Regions from separate parts of the Gasterosteus aculeatus genome. Here region 1 is linked to region 2. Evidence: chromatin contacts called from public Hi-C data. All regions are on one chromosome and are shown on one strand. Each heading gives the region's core, a stretch centred on a gene start, on an enhancer-like site or on the middle of the called end of the contact. The rest is flanking DNA. Distances are from core to core; before and after follow the strand shown. Region 1 has its middle 7.2 kb from the start of nkx2.5. Region 2 holds the start of stc2a (stanniocalcin 2a).

Evidence for each region. A called contact is a pair of places that touch in the nucleus more often than the background predicts.
Region 1: a contact with region 2 is called in a Hi-C map of skeletal muscle, with 2.6 times the contacts expected there. The contact joins the enhancer-like site here to the promoter of stc2a in region 2. A contact is called at or near these places in 4 of 6 Hi-C or Micro-C datasets (skeletal muscle, tail fin and whole body).

What each region holds. Positions count from the first base shown.
Region 1 is chr4:14,189,057-14,195,133 of fGasAcu3.hap1.1, reverse strand. No RefSeq gene overlaps it. Among protein-coding and RNA genes, the nearest start is that of nkx2.5, 7.2 kb to the left of the region's middle. Within about 2 kb of position 1,988, at least 1 of the 9 cell types and tissues checked has open chromatin away from gene starts, as enhancers often do.
Region 2 is chr4:14,155,387-14,161,189 of fGasAcu3.hap1.1, reverse strand. stc2a (stanniocalcin 2a) reads left to right here and starts at 1,594. Exons shown (of 4, transcript XM_078102143.1): 1 at 1,594-1,964; 2 at 3,763-3,905; 3 at 4,511-4,722; 4 at 4,933-5,803. The coding sequence starts at 1,826. The coding sequence ends at 5,272.

The DNA of each region.
Region 1 (6,077 bases), core at 739-3,238, 34 kb before region 2:
TCTCCATTAAAATGCTGAATTACTGAATGCGTTTGTATTGAGCTCAAAGTCTCCGCTGTAGAGCTCTTGAAGACTCCACAACAGTGGGAGATTACTCAGATGTTATTTCCTTCGATTTAAAAAAGTCCCTCAAGAGGAACTACGAACATTATACAACTAGCCATTGCATTAATCAGCAGTATTTTTATTCCATATCATGTTTTTGTGATGTCTGGTGATCCGCTCAACCCGTGAACCCCGAGTACAGCTGGTCACTGCTGTTCTCATCGTGCCATGTGAGCCACAGCACGTTGGGTGATGCCATTGCACACAGTGGCCAGAGGTGGGCAGCATCACACAGTAATCTATGAAAAAAGAATCGCGCAATCCCAACAAGTCCTTTTGAAATAAGGAACCATCATTGAATATTTTATCACACAGTTACATCATATTCAGCTTGTTTAAAAACAGATGTTTTTTCCCAATTTGCACCTCTTTTTTAAGACGGAAAATTCCTGCAATTTTACGTCTGTTTTCACAGCAGGTGAGACCAACCTACTCATGGTCTCCTAAAAGTGTTTAAAAGATCTGTTCATTTGATCTTTTCCAAGTCTAAACTATGTGTGCCTGGTGCATTGGAAGCTGTGTAATTTTCCCTAATGCTCAGCCTATTTGCAAATATACACTTTAGCTCCATGTCCTGACTTGTCCCCTCTTTAAATATTAGTTTTCATGATCATGAGCTCACCATACCAGAGTTGTGCACTGACCCACCAACGACTATGTGGCCTGAGGTTTACAACGTCTCCCCGCGAGCCTACATGTGCTGTATCAGCTGCCGTCGCTTTATAGCCCTTAACTCACCCAACCTTCCCTGAGCCCATTTAACATGCTGACTGTGTTTTCCATGCAATCTGAGTTGACCAAGGAATGAGGTAAGAGCATCGCTAATAGGCTAAATGACCAACATTGTAATAAGGCTTGCCTTAGCAGCTCGATTACCACCCTCGGCCATGATGGATAATTCATGTGGAAACAAAGGTGACGCGGAAAAAGCACGGGTCTCCGTGCACGTCTCTTGTCAACTGGGGAGCCCCAGGACACACACACACAAACACACACACATACGTACACAACCACACAGAGTGTCAGCCTTATATATATTGACACGGAGGCCACCAGGTCATTCTCGTCATCCTTAATGGGTAAAAACTCACCATTCAATGACCCCCGAAGGGTGTGTGTTTGAGAGAGAGAGAGAGAGGGACAGTTTGTTCATGCTTGTCCTCTTCCTGTCTTTCCACACTGCCTGTCTCTCCCTCTCTAATGGGGACGGCATGAGAAGAGAGCTTGTGCTCCGTCTGGACCTTTCTAATTGCCCCTGCCACAGAGGCCAGATACAGCCAGATCCTGTGTTCCCAGCAGGTCAGGCGTGTGTGCATGTGTGTGCGTGTGCTTCTGAGTGAGTGTGTGTGAGTGTGTGTGAGAGAGAGAGAGAGAGAGAGAGAGAGTGGGGGAGAAAGAGGGACGGAGAGAGACATGGGCAGACAGAATCATCACTCAGGTGGTGCTCCCTCGACTCCACCACACACATTCAGGCCCCGCATAGAGAACACCATTCATTCTAAATATCACTGGAATAGTGCAGCAGCGGTGGGACGAGATGTGAGCGAGGGAGGAGAGGCTGAAGGAAAAGAAAGAACGACAGCGAGATGAGCTGAGTAGATTGCGGATATTTGTTGACACCTCAATAAATTCTTTAGCGTTTTTATCAGCCTGAAGGGAAACTCATTTCATTTAAAGGAAGCTTCACAGCACACGCACACACACACACACACACACACACACACACACACACACACACACACACACACACACACACACACACAAGCTCCTTGCTAGCACATACTCTTCCCAAAGCCCCATGGCTCTATGCTGTACTGTACGGGTTATGACATCCACCCAGGGCCAGGTTACAAAAATCCTCTCTGTGGCATCTGCCAGGGAAGGCAGCTCTGTGTTGACAGATGGACACAGCATTCCTGGGTGCTGGGCCTCGCCATGCGCTCTGCCAGGAGCCGGACTGAAGCAGCCATGGAGAGGCTGACTGGCATTTCTTTACACCTATGTGCTTAATTTCTGTGGCAACCTCGAGGCACGTACGACATGAGTTACATTCCCTGAATGCTGCTCCTTCAATCTGACACTTCGGGGCGGCGATGGGTGCTGGTGGGGAATGAATAAGGTAGTCAGGGATGTGGATCCATGCAATTTCTCTGATTTAATTAAAGCCGCGCTAAAATGCGATGGTTAACTCCGAGGGTTAGCTGCGTTTGGTCGCTGTTCTTGTTGCTGTTAAGGAAAATAAAGCAGAAGAACTATGCATTTATTGTTGTTGCTCGATTTATTCACTTGTAGGAGCCAGTCTGTCGTGCCCTGACATTCTTTTCTTCTCGTGTTTTACCTTCACAGCTGAGGCAGTCTCCCTGTGCCACACTGGCCCAGTCATGTGATCCGCATCCGGGAAGCGAGGAGCTGTTTGACCCCCTTCCCCCCCCGCGCCTCGTGCTGCTGCTTCCACCAGGATAGTGTTTACCATGCTCAAGGTGAGTGGAATACTAGCACAGCTCCTGTCAGCAACTGGCTCCGCTTGCTCAAGGTCCCCCATCTCTCTTCCCTATCTAACACTGACCACCTGCTCCAACGCCGTCCCCCTAGCCAGGACCCACCGAGACCTGCACGTGGCCACTTGGCTTAGATGATTATGAGGGCAGGATGTAGTGTTTTTTTAATTTATTCTTGTCTTTGGCAACTTATTTGGTTTGCACACCAAAAAATGTAAAGTACATTCTACTTTGCAATTCAACGTAGCATTTGGAACTCAAATATAGCTTTGGCATGGCTAAACTTAATAGGCTGGCATACTGCGAAACCATGCCACATTCTCCGCAATCACCACTCTTTAACATCTAGCACTGCGTGGACACAATGTTCCAAGACGCAGTGCGCACAGGGGCCCTGCCAACTCTTCAGACAGTGAGAAATGGCAGTGATTACTCCTACAGCAATGTCACTATGGACTGATGTAGGCCCCCGGGAGACGGAGAAGCGGGCGCAATGGGGGCAAGAACATTCACAAGTTTCACAGTCGAGGGCACGAAGGACCTGCAAACGTGAGCGAGTCGCTGACCTCAAAATCACCGTTAAAACACGGTGTCCCCGTTTGGTAATTATCCTCCCCCAGAGATGAGGTCAGCCTGATAATCAGCTGAAAACAAAGTGGGACGATGATGGCAGCAGCGGCCACTGAAGCGAGTGAATGAAAAGGAGAGTGGAAGAGGTCGCGACAGGGTAAAAACGAGACAGAGAGAGGGGAGAGTGGGGTGGAACTCACTGCTTGGTGTGAGTGAGCATGGGAAATGCGTGGGATATTCTGGAACATCACTGGCTGGGGATCTGGTGACTGGTGCACACACATGTAGGGAGGTACATGAATGCATGGGTACACACTCACATACACACGCAGAGCTATTCATCCTCTTAGTCCTCTCAACAACCCCTCAGCTAACGCTTTGCGGCAGCAGGTGTTCATCCAAGCGACTCACCTGCAGCGTCTATACAGTGAATACATTCGTTTTTATTTTGGAGCGTGTTTCTGAATTTGAACGATGAAAACTCACCGTTAATCTTTATTTTTTCTGCTTTTGTTGATGCTTCTCACTTGTTGAGGGGTGATGTTGAAATCAGTGCTGCCTAAGTTGCACCACCAGATGGCAAAATCTGGTCAAAAACTAGTAAAGAGTATATCGCGAACATGCATGTGCACACGGACCCGGAGAAACGCACAGACGTGTTCATGTGCCGACATGCACAGATGCACACTCTGCTTTTTATTTACACACATACAAGTCGAAAAGTGAGCACTTACATTCTTCCACTTGCTATAAACATCCCATAGTGTAAACAGTTTACATTGCACATTTTGTTGATGGTAAAGATCTACACGTGTAACAGCTGAGCACAGTATTCTACTACCTGAGGAGATGTGTTGCTTTGGCCACAAAATGAACGTGAATGCTCATCACGGTCAAATGTGCACTTGTCACAGGTAGCCGTCCTCCTTGAGCTGCCTTTATTTAATCCAAAAAAAACGCTACCCTCGGGGTTCGGCACGATGCATGTCTTTACTCATGTCTAGGTTATTTTTATGGTCGTGGCGGTGGTGGAACCATTGGGAGGTCTGACTACCTTGGAATAAGCCAATACAATAAAAATCTCCCCGCGGTGAAACTTTGAATCCAGGTTTGTTGAAGCAAGACTGCAGAGGGCGGACGTAGATGTTATTATGCAGCATTTACTGCACGCTGCACATTTGGCCCCATCAAAACCAGCCGGTAGGCCCGTGCCCGTGCCGCTTTTTGAATGCTAACGTTTTTTATGTTTGTCTGTGTGGAGACGTTGGCCATAGTTGGTTTAGGTCAGCTGTTGTCAGGCCCATGCTGAGGGCTGAGGGAAGCAGCCGCTGTGGGCCATGACGTGTGCGGTTACTGCATGCGTGTGCACATTTATACGGCTTTAATTACAGACTGCAAACACAGACAGACTTGTTTGTTCTGCAGCGTAGTATACACTGAGGCCTGGTTGGTACCACAGACACACACACACACACAGACATCGCCTTTGTAGTAGTAAAAGTATCTATCCTGGACAGCGCAGCAGGTTGTACCTGCCAGTTGAGTGAGTCACCTGTATTTTACGTCCATGAATTCACTTTATGGGTATCTGAGTGTAGGACATCATTACTAACAAGCACGGTGTTCTTCTTTTTATAAGTCTTGGGACTCGCATCTTTTTGTACTTTGCTGGTACTAAGCAACATTAAATGATCACCATCGTAAGGTTGTATTCTAATTCCTTCATCTTAAACAGACAGGCTATTTAAAGGGCATCAGCCTAACATAGGCTGCTTTATTTTGAGTAGACGATGAAGGTATAAATAGACTTTGAGGAGTGCAACAAGCGAATGCTGTATGTGAAATGGCTGGCGTTACATCATTGCTTGTGTTAGTGAAGTGCTGGAGAGCCGCTGGCCTCCCTGGGCCAACCATTATGGTTTGTACTAATGTTCTGGTTTCACAATCCAAACATTCTAAGAGCTGTTATTTGCTCTCTCTTTCCTTTTTACCCAGTAATTCTACTTCTTTTTTTTTTCAACCGAGCGGAGCTGTCAACAAAGAAGAGAAGCAGCTTTAAGTGGAAGACCGAGAGGGGATGAAGCAGGGGGCGATAGAGACGGGATCGAGAGAGCTGGATGGAGTGAGAGAACAACATGTTAAACAACAACAGCATCAACATGCAATCACCTGCATGCAGAGAGAAGAAGGTCAGTGGCTGGAAGGATGAAAGGCGCTAATGCGTTTTGGCCCATTCCTGTATTCCTAACCAGCCAAACAGCAAGGTGTATCTTTTTTGTATGGAGGAGGCAGCACACACCATGTGGTCAACACGCTCTCTCGCTCATTATGACCGTTGGCTTCGGCTGACGCTACTGAAACAACTTGAATACGTGAATCCGAGCCGCCGCGAGCGTCTCCAACTGGTTGTTTATAAGAGGACAAACCGACGTCTCCCATCATACATCTCTCCCGCATTTATCCTTTCTCAGCAACAGAGCCTGTTCTCTTTAAAACACGGTATGATGAAGAATAGCTAAATCAGTACACCAGACTTGCGTCTCTGAGTTGGCTCATGCGCGTCTCATTCCGCACAAAATCGTTTCATTCTGAAGTGCACAGATAATGAGATCAAAATGTAATTTTTGGTGGAGAAATTTGCGATAGCTGCAGAAACAGGCCTGGGATTTGTCCCAGTTGCATTCTGTGCATTGTACTGTTTATTTGTTTGACTGTTCATGACAGATTTCAAACCACAAAATGTATGAATGTGGTCTTAAACTGTGCAAGCAGACATGATTGTCCCACAATGCAATGCACTATTAAAATGGCTCCATTTGAAAGAAACCAAATATGCCCCTAAAGATCTTAAACTCATTATATCTAATTTATTTAATCCCTACAAAAACAAAGTGTAAAAACATC
Region 2 (5,803 bases), core at 345-2,844:
CCTGATTCTTGCTCTAGGCTAATTTCCTTGATGGTCTAAATATAGCCTGTATGAACGTTTTTCCAGCAGACGGAACGCGAGCGTCTTATGCAAAGGAGTTAGAGATAAATGAAATGTTATGATAGACACATTTCAAAGTCACTGATCTATAAAAATTGGTCCGGCCACAATCAGCTCGTTAGTCCGTCTCCTCGTCTGTCTGTCTTCACACACAGACTGCGGGCGATTTGTCTATGGGTTGCTTGTGGTGTACCGCTGTACTCTGTTGCATCACCGTTCTTTGATATTGCACTATGAGGGAAGTATTAGAGGGAATTTAAACAGCATTTTAACAAAGAAATCACAACCACTAACTGTGGTTTGCATGTCATCTCTAGATTTCCTCCTGGTGCTCCGGTTTCCTCCCGGTAACAAAAGACATGCCAGTTGGGTGAAAAGAAAAATCAGAATCAACTGTTCTGGTCTGTATGTTGTTGGCCTGTGATTTGCCTGGAAGTCCATCATAGTGAAGTTGCTCTAGTGCCATCTTATAATTAAGAAAAAGGAAGGAACAATTTGTATCACTGGGCCCCCTAGAGGTTTGGCCCCCAAGTGCAGTTGCCCATCCGGCACCCTGATGTCCCGCCAGAGGTACCACACAGCGAAATGACTGCCGGCCTGCATCATACCGCTGTCTCCTTTTGAGGCCCTGAAGGGAAACGATTAACACCACGAGTTTACTCAAAATATGTTTTTATGTTTTTACTGCAAGCTCAGTCTTCCTACAGTTATTCCACATTACAACTGAAATACGTTGCATGTTCTCAAATGTTACTCTTGAAAAAGATTCCACTAAGGTTTTCAAATGCTCAACCATGCCAACAATAGTCTCTGTAGTAGTTATTAGAAGACCTCTTTGTGAGGGACTGAACTGGGCATTGTGTAACTTACACCTCCCCTTCCACAAAACAGGTATTAGTCTAGTTTTAGGAGATTTCCCTCATATCCAGATATTATACCATGAGCTTAAAATCAATACTATTGCCATTTTTCTCACATCATTTTGTGAGTGTATAATTATTATAAGAATACATTTTTTTATATTGAGTGTGACTTCATTTTGTCAAACAATGGCTAGTGGAATTGAACCTTCCATTAAGGAATTAGTAGCTTGCAAACCCAAAAGTTTTGCTTATTTTATGTGGAGTGCTTGAACATCATATGCTTCCATTTTTTTCCAGTTTGTTGACAAGCTTGGTATTTTGTTGATCCTCCCATAGCCTGCCGCATGTCTCTGCTCTGTTTTTATGAAAAACGATATGCTGGCAGGATCTGTAGGTTATCTTGCAATATATATATTTACAAATCACGCCTCATATTGGACATTTTGTATTATTCACCATCGCACATATTGGTCCGTGAAACACTCCTTGGTCACCCAAAAGCTGTCACGGTCAATTTACTCATTAATATTGCTTTATAGCGCCAGTTTTTATTGCAAAAAGGGGGACTTTCACTGGACACTCCCCTAAAACCTTGGACGTGGATATCTGCTTCTCTGATTGGCTGCGAAGCCGCGACCGACAACACCTGCTTCACTCCTTCATCCGAATAAACACCCGGGGCTCAGGGAAATATAGGCAGCATCACTTGCAGCTCATGCATTCAGTCCCACAGCCGCCCCACTACACAGCAAGCCGCAGCTGCGCTGATCACTGATCCAAGGTGAACCCTCGATCACACGCGCGCGCATACACGCACGCGCACACACACACACACACACACACACGCACGCACGCGCTGCGGGATCTTTGCTGGGACATCGGAGCACACTACCGGGAACGCAATGATGGTCAAACTGGCCGTGGTGCTGCTGGTTTTGTCAGTGCTGGAGCAAGTGGTGGGATTGGATATTATCGATATCCATGACAGCCTCCCGGAGAAGCCCGTGAGCCAAAAGGGACGCCTATCCTTGCAGAACACAGGTACGAACTGAGTGTTAGGAGTTGAAAATCTGAAGGTTTTTTTTTTTTTTTGGTTGGTGCAAGTGCCCGCACGTCCCCGCTGGGCTTCTTCCTACACGTGTTTATGTGGCTGCAAATTAAAACCATGCTGGGGACTCGATCCACGCGACGTGAGCACAAAACGCCGCTTCTAACTCAAATCCCGGCGCTGCAGTTCGCACGTAAACCCGTTTCGTTCACTCAGTAAGACGATACCTAGTAAATACTCACGGGGGGAAATACAATATGTTAGTAAACTATTAATAGAATGGCACAAGGTAATAGGTAATGCATACGGCAGCGCGTCTAGGTGTGCGTGCGCGCACTGGCGTGCTCGTACGAGCGCGGCAACGGTTTTGTTGGGTTTTCTGGAAAGAAATCAGTTGTTTGTCGTTGTTGCGATGTGCATTCCAGGCTGCTCCGCATGGATCCGATGTGTCCAAACAGGTTAGCGGGCCAGTGATGATCGCAGCACTGCGGCTCGGCGACTTTGTTTTGGTTTGAACCAAATCCTCTGTGGGTGCGGGGACCGAAAAGACAGAAGCAGCTCTCACCCCAAAAACCACAAAGCACTTTGCGCCACATTGGACCTTTATTGCCACGCCCTCGTAGCATGATCTATAGCATCATCGATCGATTTCTTACACACAAAAAAAACTAAATTGTGAGCAAACTCTGACGCATCACAACAGAGGTAGCGCCGCTGTGTAATTCAACGCACGTTGTGGACAAGCTCGTATAAGATCCGAGCGCATTCCCGCGATGCCAGGGCAGGCTGACAGCGGCTCACTTTCCCTGCGCACTGAAGTTAAACAGCCCCCACAAACCCCGCAGCCCCCTCCCACGTCCCCTAACCCCTTACTACTGCTCCACCAAACAGAGGCTCTTTGTTGACACGCGTGCATTTCTGAAAAGTCCCATTCAATCATTATTTTGTGCACTCTTGGCGCCATGGCGCGCGCTTCCGGCTGAGAAAAATGTGTCCTTGCGAACCGTTTAGTTATCAGCTGCAAGGCGAGTCGCGCGTGTAATTATGTGTTACGGAATTCAACGGGTGGTGTTTCGTTAACCTGCAATTTGCCAAAATGTCACACTGCCAACGCTGCCACGTGCAGTTATGACGCGTTTGACTGGTACTGTATGTTAAGCAGCAGTTTCTGTGATAGCTACAATTTGGTACTAAAAGACAGACCTTCAATTTCACGTGGTAATTTCCACCGTCGTATACCCGTTTTATTCCTGTCTTTCATGGCCACAGAAAAAACAGAAAAGGGCCCTTGAGAACCAGCCTGTGGTGTTCAGCAGCTGATATTGTGTATTCATATATACTTGCACATCTCCCAAGTGTTTCTGCCTGCATTGCTGCTGTCGGGATCTTTTGGATTCTCCATTCCATTACGCAATCTCAGTTTGTCTTTGAGTGCAATCACTTGTGTTGCACATTGAGTCATGGCTGTATCTGCAATGCACCAACCCGTCTGCAATGCCTATAGCATTGCAGATTGTGGGACAGAATAGCACAGTAACATCTGTCACAAAGGGTTCCTCTGCAGGAACTCCTCAGCTTGGGAAAATTAGACTCCACCCACCCGGCATCCCTTTTCTCTAGCAAGCAACCGCCTGGCTCCCGACCGGCTTTATGATTCGTGCAGCGATGCAAAGTGCCGAAGTTGAGTTGTGCCTTGAAGCCGTATGGAATTTATTGCTGACACGCCTGTAACAATCAAGTGCTGTAGACAGATGAAAAGGTGCCTCCCCCTAACCTGTTCTCTCTTTCCAGCTGAGATGCAGCATTGCCTGGTGAGTGCAGGGGATGTCGGCTGTGGTGTGTTTGAGTGCTTTGAGAATAACTCCTGTGAGATACGAGGGCTACAGGAAATCTGCATGACGTTCCTGCACAACGCTGGCAAATTTGACTCTCAGGTACTAAACTGGTCTGTCTGTGTGTTTTGCAAAAATGGTTTAACCATAGGCCACATTCTCTCTATTTGATGCTGCTCCACACTCATGATCTATGGACAGATTACTTTACATTTTGCTTTTTTTTTTCCACAAAAGGTACAACTTTTCCTAGAAGTGCGATCTCACTTACACTGATCTCCTCGTCATCTGTTCTCAGTGCTCAGTGCACTGGTACACAGTTAGGACTAAGGGTCACGAGCCAGTTGGCCAGACGCCTTAGCTCGCTTTTTATACATAGCAAAGGCGGAAGCCCTGCCAAGCCAGGTCTGACCGGGGTCTTCACATTTCTACACGGTCACACTCTAGGAACCTTTGGCCGATAAATCCACAACATTTTAGCAGCAGAGTAACACATGTTCTTGCTTTTTGTGCAGAATTTGATAACCCCATTCTGTATTAGAAGCGTATAGCTACCCGTGCATACAGAATTTTGCTCCAATGCATCCACACAAACTCTAAAGCACTTATTAAAGCGATGCAGTTAAAATGATCAGCCTGGAGGATTGGAGCATTAAAGGAACGTTGTTTTGAGTTGCCTCAACAGTTGTGTCTCTTTATGTACATAGGGGAAGTCCTTCATCAAAGATGCTCTGAAATGTATGGCACATGGGCTACGGCACAAGTTCAGCTGCATAAGCAGGAAGTGTGTGTCCATTAAAGAGATGGTGTTCCATCTCCAGAGAGAGTGTTACATCAAGCACAACCTGTGCTCCGCTGCTAAGGACAACGTGGCCGTCATGGTGGAAATGATCCATTTCCAAGATCTCTTCCCCAAAGGGTGAGTGGCGTTTCACAAGCATGTCCCTTCTCTTATTATCGCTGTTTACCCTCGCTGGACTCTCCTGCCAGTTTGAGGCTGTTCTCTTCTCACGTGCCCAGTAACGGTATCACGGCATTTACTCCTGTCGTTTTCCTAGAACTAGATGTATTGTGTTTCCAAACATGATTACACAAGCTCCATGTGGGTAATCTGCCTCTCTTTGCTCAGCCCATACGTGGAGCTGGTGAATATTCTTCTGAGCTGTGGCGAGGAGGTGAAGGAGGCATTGACACGGAGTGTCAGGCGACAGTGCGAGGAGAATTGGGGGGCTTTGTGCGACAGCCTGAGCCTCTGCTCCTCCCTCGCCCCATCTCCCGCCGGTTCCGCCATCGAACACCACCGCCACCCTTTGCCCGCCCATCCCGAGCCAGAGCACCCTCGCCCCCCGCGACAAGGCGATAAGGAGAAACATGCTAAGGTTAGCTTCAACGCTCACCCACGCAATCGCAGTCAGGGGACCCGTCGCCACAGCCTGGACGCCACCGAGGCCACTGTCATCCGGAGGTGAAAGCGTCCCGAACCCTTGACTACCCACAACGTATAAAAAAACACACCTGCAGATTTATGTACACGTCACAATAAGCCACACACCCACACATACACACACACACACACACACACACACACACACACACACACACACAAACACAAAATCCCAGACAGACTGAGCAGAAGGAAACGAGCATCGACCTTTTTTGTCCTTATTCCGTCCTCTCCAGTCATTCCAGCATCTCACATAGTAAACTTGCAGGGTAATTGTGGTGTAGCTTGTACTCTTACGCCAGACCGTAGGCCTCGATAAAAAAAAGAATAATACTTGTTATTATCAGGATTATTTTAACTGTTAGGACTTTTTTGGGCTCTAATATAGCATTTCTCAAATCTTACTTACTGTAAGATTTGATTGCATTTGTATTATTTATTTTATTCTGTATACAATGTTGAAGTATCAAAATGTACATAGAAAATATACTTATCTATATTTATATAAACATGTATAAATATAGTTACAATATGCAATACTGATATATTGTAGATG